Regions from separate parts of the Mus musculus genome. Here regions 2 and 3 are each linked to region 1. Evidence: chromatin contacts called from public HiChIP or PLAC-seq data. All regions are on one chromosome and are shown on one strand. Each heading gives the region's core, a stretch centred on a gene start, on an enhancer-like site or on the middle of the called end of the contact. The rest is flanking DNA. Distances are from core to core; before and after follow the strand shown. Region 1 overlaps Babam2 (BRISC and BRCA1 A complex member 2). Region 2 overlaps Babam2 (BRISC and BRCA1 A complex member 2). Region 3 holds the start of Mrpl33 (mitochondrial ribosomal protein L33).

Region 1 (3,697 bases), core at 631-3,130:
TTTTATGTATAAAAATTACTTTTTATTTACGTTATTAAGTGTCATAAATATGGGGGACTTTCAATTTTGTTCTTAAAAAATCTTATTTTTCCCTCCCCTGGGTTGCTGAAGCTGTACATCATTGACTCCTGGACCCAACTGTGACCGCTTCAAACTGCACATCCCGTACGCTGGGGAGACGTTAAAATGTGAGTAGGTGGTGACCACCAACGATTGCAAGTTGTGCTTTAGATTTTACTTCTGGCTGTTCAGAGCAATCTCTGATCCTGTCTACTAACAGTTACTGCTATGTTATCTGCCATCCGGTCCTGGTTCGGTAGCTAGCTCAATTTAGGTTGTAGAGGAATAGGCCTGTGCAGAAACATAGTAGTGCATATGTATGTATTTTTTTCTTAGAGGTAGCTCTAAGATAATATCCCATAAAGAGGCTTATTGCTTTGTGCCTGCAAGATGGTTCAGTGAGTGGGTAAGGACACCTCCCACCAATCCTGACAACCTGAGTTCCATTCCTGGACCCAGAGGAAGAAGAGAACTGAATCTTGTATATTGTCTTCTGATTTCCACATGTGTGATGTGCCCTGCACTCAATAAAGTAAAAAAAAAAAAAAAAAAAAAAAGTAAGAATGAAAAAAGATGTACCACTTAAAATGCCTACTTAGTAATAGTTTTTTTTAAGGTAGGAATGGCTAATATCCCCACTGCTGTCAAAACCCATTGTTAGCCCTTACTCTAGTGTTCTGGGCATGGGGTATGTGAACAAGAGTTAGAAATGTTAATGGCCTGCAAGGACCAGAGTGATAATATAAGTAAGGAAAGCAGATGGAGTATGGCAGATTCTTAGAACACACAGTCTCTGTGGAAACTCCTTCTATTGACTCAGAGAGTGGAAGTCAGCCATTTTACATCTTTTTTTTTTTTTAAATCAGTTTTAAATGTTGTCTATCTTTCCAAAATTAAGGATATTTGTTATTCAGGTAAATTGAGTCTGTGTAAAGAGTAGCCTGAGTTTTTGCACTGTGGGCTTCCATCACTGCCTGGATGGTGTACGAGGTACATGCTTGGGCTGCAGGCCAGCATCCATAGCATCTGTCTATGCTGTATTAGCCCTTCTCTGTCACCATCACAGCACTGAACCTCTTGCCTACTGTGAAAGTGATAATAGCTTTGCTTTGTTAGTGTCAGTAATTGCACTTGGCATTTTCTTTCTTAAACCTAGCCTTGTGAACAGGGTATTAAAATCTACCTATTTGTAAAAAAGAGGAATAAAAAATGTGGTTATTAAAGATCAGATGGATGGATGAGGGAGATGGCACAAGCCATACTGTGCTTTCAAGGTAAAAGGACCTGGGTTTAATCCCCAAATTTACACAGAGAAAGGCTTGGCAGGGGCAGATGCTTATAATTCCAGTGTGGGGACACAGAGACAAGAAGGTACCTGGGGCTTAGGATGAACACACACACACACACACACACACACACACACACACACACACACACAATATGATGGGTGGAATGGGTAGATAAACTCTTTTTGGAGTAGTGACTGTGTGTTTTACCATCATTAACTGGGAGGTACCACATCTCGATACTCTCTAGATTGCTTTGTATTAATTTACCAAGTGCAACGTTAAATGAGACATTCAGTCCAAGGTCATTTGTTACCCTTGCATTATTAGACCATTCTCAGGAAACCACAAAAGTACAAAATAGTGACAGGATTAGATTGCTACTTTTTTTTTTTTTCCAAAAAGAAATTACTAACTAAATTGAACAGAAATGATCCAAGTAAGTCACTGGTAGATGAAGTGGAGATAGTGCTGAGGTTACACACAGAAGGAAGCACTGTCCCATGTTTCCCCCTCCTACTCCTTTTTTCTGAGTAAACCATTATAGTTTTAAGAAATGGTTTCAGTTTAGTTCTTTTGAGGATTCCCAGTTCTCTCAGTACTACACTGCCTCTTTCCTGACTGGCCAGCTATAGATGTTATCTTTTGACTTCCTGCCCTCTTATAGGGGCATCAGCCTATTTTCACCATCCCCCTTACCTCTCTCTTCCTCTTTAATAAAACCACATCACTGCTATTGGTTCCCGAGTTCTTTACCTTGTAGCTTAAACCTTTGTTCTTTTTTCTTGTGCTGGGGATCAAATTTCAGGGCCTTACAAAGGTTAGAGACAAACTTTCCCAAGGAACAAGTCCATGACAACCCCTTCCATACCTCCCCTCCAGGGTCACTTTTAACACTGTATCATACAATTCAATGAACAGTCCCCCAGAGTTCTTGATAAGTGCATGACTCAGCTTTGTTATCAGCTAGGACGATCTCTGTGCAGTCGTGATGGATATTTCATCTATCTGGAGTCCTATGAACCACAGATAATGTCTTTTGGCTTCACACTTCACAGGATAAGATTAGCCTCTGCTTCTTTCTTTTTCTCTTGCATTTTCCTGCACTGTTTTTATGTGTCTTCTGTTTTCCCCTTTGCATTCTTAAGATTAATAATTTGTTGTCTATAATTGTTTCCAGGGCATTGTTCATAAATTACACAGTGGCTTGATAGGCCTGCTTCTGCATTAAATATCATTAGATTTTACCTTCTTTTGTGGGCCTAATAGTAACAATTCTGTACATTACTGGATGGTTTTTTAGGAAACTGGCTACTTGCTTAGGTTATTGGAAACCAGGCTCAAATAACTTCCCCAGATTTTTGTTCTTCTCTCTTCTGTATCTTGGCCCAACATTTTTTTATTACCTCCATTAAAATTAGGTATCTTTCTTAAGGTCTTTCTTCCTTTTTGTTTCCCTTTCAGATATCTTGTTCTTACTGTATGACTGCAGTATCTGTTACAGTCTTTCAAATAACAAAAATTGGAGATCTAAAATACTTCTGGGACCAATGAGATGATTCAGCAGTTAAAGGTGCTTGCTGACAAGCCTAACAACCTGAATTCAATCCCTGCAATCTACCTGGTTAGAAGGAGAGAACTGTTCTAGTTTCCTTTCGATTGCTGTGATAAAACACTGTGACCAAAGCCTTCCTGGATCAGTTAATAATCAAGACAGTCCTCTACAGGCATGCACACAGGCCAGTCTCCTTCTAGGCAATTCCTCAGCCAAGGCTCCTCTCAGATGACTCTAGGGTGCAATTAAAACTAGCCAAGAGGTTGAAGAGATGGCTCAGCAGTTAAGAAAACAAACTGTTTTGTTCTTGTAGAGAACCCTGAGTTTGGTCCCTAGAACCCATGTCAGGCAGCACACAGCTGTCTGCAAGTTCAGTTCCATGAGATCTGATCCTTTCTTCTGGACTGTGAAGGCACCTGCATGTACATATACATGCACATGTATAGTTGCAATTGAAAATAAAAATCTTTGAACAATAAGATTAAATAAAATCCCTGCTAACCAGTTCAAGAACTGAGTCCCATGAGTTGTCCTCTGACCTCCAGATGCGTGCCTTGTATACACATCATCACACACAAACCATCACAGGCACACACACACACACACACACACACACACACACACACACACACACAAATAAATGAATGAATGAATAAATAAATGTAACAATTGTAAAAATTAAAAAAAAATTTTTTTTGCCACCATTATTTTTATATCCACTTGGAGCATCATATTTTATATTATCATTTTTCTTCCTGTTATTCTATAATACTGCAGCTGGTTAATACAGTCCTCA
Region 2 (3,697 bases), core at 637-3,136, 130 kb after region 1:
CAATGTGTCATGCTTTCCTGTTTTGCATGGATGAGGAGGGAGTAAAAAACACCAAAATAATTTTTATTGCATAGAAATATTTCCTTCCTGTCGGGTCCGCTCTCGACCAGCAAGAACGATACAACACTTCGGATTCTTCTCAACAGCCTTTATTGCAGTAATGCCTCAATGCTGCTACGGGGACCCCGGGCACCCAGGGAGGTCTGCTTACATACTCTCAGCCCCCATCCACTCACGGCAGGCCACGCCACCTCACCAGGCACGCAGCTTCAGCCAATCAGGGCGGCAGGGGCATGTCTCCACCAAATATGGACTTGTTTACACCACCAGCATCATGGTGCACCTGCGGAGCTCTCAAGATGGCCATGGCTTATTTTCAGGTGTATAAGGAAGTCAGGTGCAAGTCATAAGACTTAGCTGCAGTCCCGGGCACCATCTTGGGACTGCTGCCACACCCGCTCGTCACACTTTCCCTGCAGTTGGAGAGGCAGTAATGAGCCTGTGAAGTAGGATTCCTATAGCAGGGGACAGGAGGCAGGGGAATGTGGTGGGAATTCTCACAGGCTGGTCACAGAGCAGCCTAACAGAGTACCTGCTGCTCTTCCCTCACAGCCACTGGGACAGGCAGGGAAAACAGCGGTCCTCTTCTCCTGCAAGAGGAACTTCTGTCTATGACTGGTATAGAGAGGCCAGAGTCACAATCATCTGATCCCTGATCCCTAGAGAAGACCAGACAAGTGCCTTCCAAGTGGAGAAGGTTCTTTCAGAGAAGAAAATTGCTCCCTGCTGCAGATTGTCATAGTGTATCTACAGCTGTCTTAACATTGGAAACCATTACCACCATATAAGATTAATAGATCTGACCTATCGGTTGAGGAATAGCTAGCTAAGTGGTCATCACACCTCAGCATACCTTAGGCACCTGCCTTCCCACTAGATACCTTATGCCGGGCCCTCTCAGAGTTCTAGATGCTGAGCTGTTACCCTTCTTTGACCAATTCTCTTATTTTCTGGCCAAAAAGAATGTAGGCAGCCTGGTGTGGCTGGTGTGGTGATATCCCCAGGATTCTAGCACTTGGGGCTGAAGGCAAGAGAATCAGAAATTGAAATCCAGTTCTCTCTCTCTTCCCCTCTCTTCCTCTCTCCCTCTCTCCCTCTCTCCCTCTCTCCCTCTCTCCCTCTCTCTCCCTCTCTCCTTCTCTCTCTCCCCCTACCTTCCCCTCTCTCTCTCCTTCTCTCTCTCTCTCTGTGTTTGTGTGTGTGTGCATGTGTGTATATGCCCATGTGTCTGTCTGTCTGTCTGTCTTTATGTATGTATGTTTAAATTAAACAGAACTCTTTTCATCCAAAGTAGGAGATATCCATGGTTTCTTTACTCTGTTTTAGTTCCATTATTTTTCAGAAGACCAAGACCAAGTTATAGTCTGGATATGGAAATGACCTAGCAACCTGAACAGCACAGGGATATTTTCTCAGATGTTCCAAAGATGTTTTTATTTGTAATGATCAATTGTAATAAAACTGAGCCAACCTGAAATTGTTTATATTCATTGAAAGCAAGGAAACATTGAGACAAAATAACAGAAACCCAGAGTCTAAGATGTGATCTTGAATATTGCTGTGGGGAAAACAAAACAGCCCATTCACCAGGTTGTCGGTAACTTGAAAGTCAAGCACAGTTGTGTTTTTAGCATGTTCTGTTTCTCACCTAGAAGTTACCAGTGTAGCATTTCTAGGAAGGCACAATTGCATTCTTATCATAATGCAAGGAAATGTGGGGTGGTTGTTCTCTGATGTGGTTGAAATTGACATCACATAACTAAATGATTTATGATTTTTATTAAAAGCAGACGTAGTAGAAGAGGGAATGCTTGATGTCATCTGAGTTCTGTTAGTGGTTGAGAACAGGAAAGATATCAGGTTACACTTTAGTTCCACTGTCAGCTTTGCCCCAACCCAGACCTTGGGCAAGTTGCTTGTTTCTGTCTGTATATCTTATTTGAAATGAATGTAATACCTAGGTCAAATTGTATCTTTGAGGAAGAATGATGATAAATCTCCAGATGATAATAGTTGGTGCATTCTCTGGTTGGTTGTTTTTTTTGGTTTGGTTTGGTTTGGTTTTTGGCATATAGGGTACTTTATTAGTTAATTCTGTCCTTCAGTAATCTGGTCAACCCAGCAGCAGCTAGAAGTAGTGTAGGGTTCTCATTTGGAGACATGTTCCCTAGCTCTTTCCTTGACTCCTTGACTCCTTTATGTAGTTCAGCTCTGGTCCTATGTGGAAACTGGCTTCACCTTCTCTCAGTTTTGCTGACTCACTGTGAAAATACAAAATCCTATTCCTTTGACTGCCTGCATCACTCTCCTCTAGAAACCTTGCTAATTCCATCAGTCCAGGGCTTGTTTCCATTTCATATGTGTCCTCAGTACCTGGGTCATAATTTCTCCCTACCCTCTGCTGCTGTTCTCCATAGTTTATGACACATACGATGCTGGTTCATCATTGGTCCAGCCTGCCAGTTTCTCTCTATCTCCACGTTGGCTCTCTGCCCTCCCATTTCTGCCTACCTTCTCCTAACCCTCTTGTTTCTGAAGCCCTAGTACTCTTCTCTGCTTAGTAAGTCTCAAACCAGTGCCTCTTCCACACTTCCACATCTTGAGCCACTTCTGGACTTTAGCCTATCACTCATGATCATCTGCCTAGCAAGTCTGTACGTCAGCCCCACGCCCATAGCCCTCCTAACTGTCCACCTTGTTCACTGTGGTTGACACCACATGCTTTGCCCCTTTCTGTAATCTGACGGTTGAACATGGGAAGAAATCCTTAGAGACATACTAATTTGCTTCCCTAAAATTTGTGGTTCCCATTTTGTTTGGGACTCTTATTATGTCTGGGCTTTACAAACCTGATTCTTTAGCACATTTTCTTCAGCGACTATTAAATGTTTTCCATTTTTCCCTATATTTCCAGTTCTAACTAGAATCACTCTCCCTCTTTCTTGGAAGATTGTTTCCACTCTCCCTGAGTGATGGCTGCTCTTTGCTGCTGTGTGCTCTCGTGAGCAGAATGTTGTACATGTGCATTGTGTCCATGAGGTCTGGCTTAATTTCAAAGTAACAAGACTAATGCTTGTCTTTATCCCAGGCTTAAAAGGTAGCCATCTTTGAAATAAATGCAACTCTTCATTTGCATGCCTATATTTTATCCTTCAGTGATCTGCATTTATTGAGTACGCTGTATTGAGAAAAATTAGAAAAGGAACAGCAAAACCCCACACGCAGCCCATGACACAGATAGATAATGAAGGCAACAGAAGTAGTAATTGGTTATCCGTTTCCTTTTGTTCTTTCTGAAACTAAGGAACTGAGTAAGTCAATGTGGAAAGCAGTGTTTCTCGTACAAGTGTGCCCTGGTATCTTCATTTTGGATAGAAATGCTGGTACCTTATATATGTGCTATTCACATTGATGCTTGTTGCTGGAGAAAGTAAGATAAGAGGTTTGATCCACTGAAGGAATTTGGGCCGCCATGTTGTAGACCCAGACAGAGCTGAGCTAGTAGTTTAGAGGCCATAGTTGATGATTGTTTGGCCAGAGACTCTTCCTCCATCTCATAGTCTCTCAGTAAACCATATAAAAGAAGAACTTAGGGTAGTGCTAAGTGTCCCATCTCTAATACTTTCCCAGTCCGATC
Region 3 (3,697 bases), core at 680-3,179, 120 kb before region 1:
GACTGGATAGTGTGCTGTCAGGGACCTCCCAGCATAGAGAGGTCCAAATCCCATCACTAAGTGCGTGTCTGCCAACACGAGGCAGGTGCACCTAGGATGAGGTGTGGGTTCTCACTCCCGCCATCCACTCTCTGGGTGGAGATCCGGGTTAAACAGTGGTGTCCTCTCTTCCCTCCCCAACTCCAGCTTCCACAAAGGCTGTACTTGTTCTCCTTACCTAACTAACTGCACCTTTCCTTTCTGGCTGCCTTTGCTGCTCTGCACTTTATAAGGCATAGAGGGCTAAGTTCAGGTGGAAAGAAAAACTAAATCTGGAATTACATCTGTATCAGTAACATCTTAATCAAGTCACCAGCTGCCAGCACTGTGTTAGGTGTAAATAACAGGCAGATGTACCTAATGGGAGGAGAAAGTAATTGCCTCCTTCACACTCCATTCAAGCATTCAAGAGACATGGTATCTTTTTTGTGTTCCTGTGTTATATGTGTGTACATGTGAACTGGCACACATGAACATATGTGCATGTGTGGAGGACAGGCCAATGTTGCTTTCTCTCTACCCTATTTAATTTTTTTGGAGATAGGATCTTTACTGAACCTGGAACTCTCTGATTTAGCTAGACTAGCACTAAGTACATGCCTGCCATATTTGAAAATTTAAAATATGACCTCCAGATTTTGAAGATTTGGATTCAAGACCTAGACTTTCCACTAATAACTGGAACAGCCTTGGCCAAGTTAGTTATTCTTATCCTTGGATTCCTCACATGGAAATGGAAATACAGCATTGCTGAGAAGATCACTTAAGACAACAACAACAACAACAACAACAACAACAACAACAACAACAACAGGCCAGAGAGGATTGCTTAGCCACTATGAATATTTGTTGCTCTTGTATGGGAGTAGGGTTTGCTTTCCAGTACCCACATGGTGGCTCACAACTATCATAACACTCTGGTTCCAGATTTGAAGCATGATGCTAAACTTCTCAGGTACCAGGCACACAAGTGGTACACAAATATACAAGCAAGCAAAACACTCAGGCGTAAAAATAAATTATAATATAGGGAGAGTCATTATAAACACACAAATTAAGCAAAACAACAGCAAAAATAATAAAATCCTGATTATTAATTGGGAGATGAAGTTACCAGTGAGGTCCCTGGTGGTGGAGTTAGGACTTCTTGCACAGGCATAAAAATATTGCTGGGCAAATGGTAGATCAGAGTACAATATCCAGAGACTACCCCACCCGGGGATCCATCCCATAATCAGCCATCAAACCCAGACACTATTGCATATGCCAGAAAGATTTTGCTGAAGGGACCCTGGTATAGCTGTCTCGTATGAGGCTATGCCAGTGCCTGGCAAATACAGAAGTGGATGCTCATAGTCATCTATAAGATGGAACATAGGGCCCCCAATGGAGAAGCTAGAGAAAGCACCCAAGGAGCTGAAGGGGTCTGCAACCCTATAGGTGGAACAACACTATGAACTAACCAGTACCCCCAGAGCTCGTATCTCTAGCTGCATATGTATCAGAAGATGGCCTAGTCGGCCATCACTGGGAAGAGAGGCCCCTTGGTATTGCAAACTTTATATGCCCCAGTACAGGGTGGGTAGGGGAGCATATAGGGAACTTTCGGGCTAGCATTTGAAATGTATATAAAGAAAATATATAATAAAATTAAAAAAAAAAAAAGATAGATCAGTGTCTCTTGGGAAAGGCTACATGTTTTGGAGCCAGGCAGATCTGGGTATTGTGATATTTGGCAGTATTATCTTTTGTATGGAGGGGGGGTCCTTCCCATAATACCACAAAATTCACTACCAATAAATCACTGAGTCAGAGACTGCCCGAACTTCAGGGGAGGGCGTGGCTTCTGTCCACTTCCTGAGCCTTCTACCGGAACCCGCGCATGCCCCGGAAGTAGTCGTTGAGCTCTTTAGGCGGGTCTCGGTGAGAATCGGTGGACCATGCTGCTCTCCGCTGTCTCTTGTAAGTCGGTCTGAGGCGGCGGCAGGGCCTGCGGCGTGGAGCCGAGGCGGTGACCCGCAGGTCCCGAGGTGGAGCCCGGAGGGGTGGAGGACCTGGCGCGGCGGCTGCCACCCCGCGGCGCGCCTCCGGGTCTGGTGAGAAGGCGGCGGGAGCCCCGTCGCCCTCTGCAGGGGTGTCCGAAGAATGTCTACTGGCCGCTGTGGTATTACCCCGCTGCCTGGCTCCTGGCTGACATCCTGATTAGAGTTAGCATCTCAGGCGACTTTGCTGCAGTCTGTAAAGTTCAAACAAGAGCTGTGTTGCAGTACAAATATTTACACTATAGAAGGGTGGGGATAGAGCAGATATTACTTAGAACGATGTTAAGATGGCAGACAACTGTTGATTATACCAAGACAACAACAACAACAAAACATTCATAATTGTGTGGGCCAGACTCACACCAGGAAAAAGTTATTTTAGTGTAAAGTGGGGAATACTTTTAAAGTGTTTTTGGTTACAACTAATGTTGATAAGCACTTCGAATGAAAAAAATAACAACCTTATCTTTTTTCTTTCTTCCAACCTTTACACACACAAGTTGCCAAGAGCAAGTCAAAGTAAGTAAGGTTTTTGTTTTATTGGCCCAGTGTTTGGGTTTGATCTCCCAAGAGTTGATCTGGGGTTATTTATTTGGTTAATTATTTTGTTGATGTGAGCACCTTGGGGGAAAAGTCCTTTGATGGTGCTACCATTGACAGTTCGATCCTGGGTTGCAGATACATAAGCTGAGAATGCATCTGATATACCAAAACCACAGATCATGTCGCTTAGCAACCCTGCTTCCTCTTCCCTTTGTGGCTGGTAGGAAGCCGAGGTACCCGTTACTAACTGGGGAAGAGAGCACAGTGGGAAATGTGGCCTCTTGCAAAGCAGTGCATTTGCACTGGGTAAACTGAGGATGTAAGTTGAGGACTGTGCTGTCTCCCTTCTGTCCCAGGGAGTATTCACAGCCTTTGTGTAAAGGAACTTTGCTTCTGGTCTCACCTCAGAATCTATTAGTTCATTGCTTTGCTCCTAAAGCAAGCATCAGGCTGGTGATCTGTTTGGCTCTACCTAACCAGAGCCATTTGCCTGAGTCTTCTGCAGGAATCTACAGATGAGCTCTGATTTGATGGAAACCTAGAGCCTGTTTATAGAAGTCAGTCCAAGCACTAGAAAGATTGCAGAGCTAAGCGTTAGGCAGCTGGAACTGAGAGGCTAGACCTGTGCCTTGCCTATGGGCCAGTCCATCTGTTCCATAATTTCAGCCCTAGGAGGCACAGACTTAGTGTCTTGTAGGGCTCCTCACAGAGTAAGTACCCCATAGAGACTTGTTGAATCCGTGTGACTGAATGGATAATTATGTTAATTATATAACCCTCTCTCCCCTCCAGTACTGGGCATTGAACCTAGGCCCATGCTGGGCACAAGCTCTCTTCCTGAATTCTGTTCAGCCTCATATTTGTTTTTCTAAGTTTTCAGACTCAATGAGTTGCCCAGGTTGGCCTTGAACTTGTGAACTTCCTGCTCCAGCCTCCTAAGTGGTTAGGGTTATTGGCCTGTACCACCATACCTAGCATCATTGTCTTTCTTGTTCCATCAACAAATACTGTAGTCTTCAGGGGCATTGTTTGAGGAGTAATGTGGCCTTCTTGGCTTTATTTTGTTTTGAGAC

What was found. HiChIP or PLAC-seq counts read pairs in DNA pulled down with a chosen protein or histone mark.
Region 2: a contact with region 1 is called in a BATF HiChIP or PLAC-seq map of CD8 T cells, with 20 read pairs. The contact joins two enhancer-like sites. A contact is called at or near these places in 1 of 15 datasets of contacts at CTCF or cohesin (CD8 T cells), 4 of 484 Hi-C or Micro-C datasets (the C2C12 cell line, Th2 cells, peritoneal macrophages and 1 more) and 6 of 115 datasets of contacts at active chromatin or transcription factors (CD8 T cells, acute myeloid leukemia, cardiomyocytes and 3 more).
Region 3: a BATF HiChIP or PLAC-seq map of CD8 T cells shows a contact between it and region 1, with 9 read pairs. The contact joins the promoter of Mrpl33 here to the enhancer-like site in region 1. A contact is called at or near these places in 1 of 39 promoter capture datasets (macrophages), 1 of 15 datasets of contacts at CTCF or cohesin (the NIH/3T3 cell line), 3 of 484 Hi-C or Micro-C datasets (the C2C12 cell line, cerebral cortex and nephron progenitors), 2 of 115 datasets of contacts at active chromatin or transcription factors (CD8 T cells and embryonic stem cells) and 2 of 9 other capture datasets (adipose tissue and liver).

Annotation. Positions count from the first base shown.
Region 1 is chr5:31,730,856-31,734,552 of GRCm38.p6, forward strand. It overlaps Babam2 (BRISC and BRCA1 A complex member 2), which reads left to right. Exons shown (of 12, transcript NM_144541.1): 3 at 112-188. Among named protein-coding and RNA genes, the nearest start is that of Babam2, 35 kb to the left of the region's middle. Within about 2 kb of position 1,881, at least 35 of the 459 cell types and tissues checked have an H3K27ac peak or open chromatin away from gene starts, as enhancers often do. A contact at or near this core is called in CD8 T cells, Th2 cells and adipose tissue, where this site is marked.
Region 2 is chr5:31,858,740-31,862,436 of GRCm38.p6, forward strand. All of the region lies in intron 6 of Babam2 (BRISC and BRCA1 A complex member 2), which reads left to right. Among named protein-coding and RNA genes, the nearest start is that of Gm52770, 140 kb to the right of the region's middle. Within about 2 kb of position 1,887, at least 60 of the 459 cell types and tissues checked have an H3K27ac peak or open chromatin away from gene starts, as enhancers often do. A contact at or near this core is called in CD8 T cells and Th2 cells, where this site is marked.
Region 3 is chr5:31,612,022-31,615,718 of GRCm38.p6, forward strand. Mrpl33 (mitochondrial ribosomal protein L33) reads left to right here and starts at 1,930. Exons shown (of 4, transcript NM_025796.3): 1 at 1,930-2,001; 2 at 2,582-2,600. The coding sequence starts at 1,980. The region is part of intron 2 of Gm38424 (a long non-coding RNA gene); the gene reads left to right.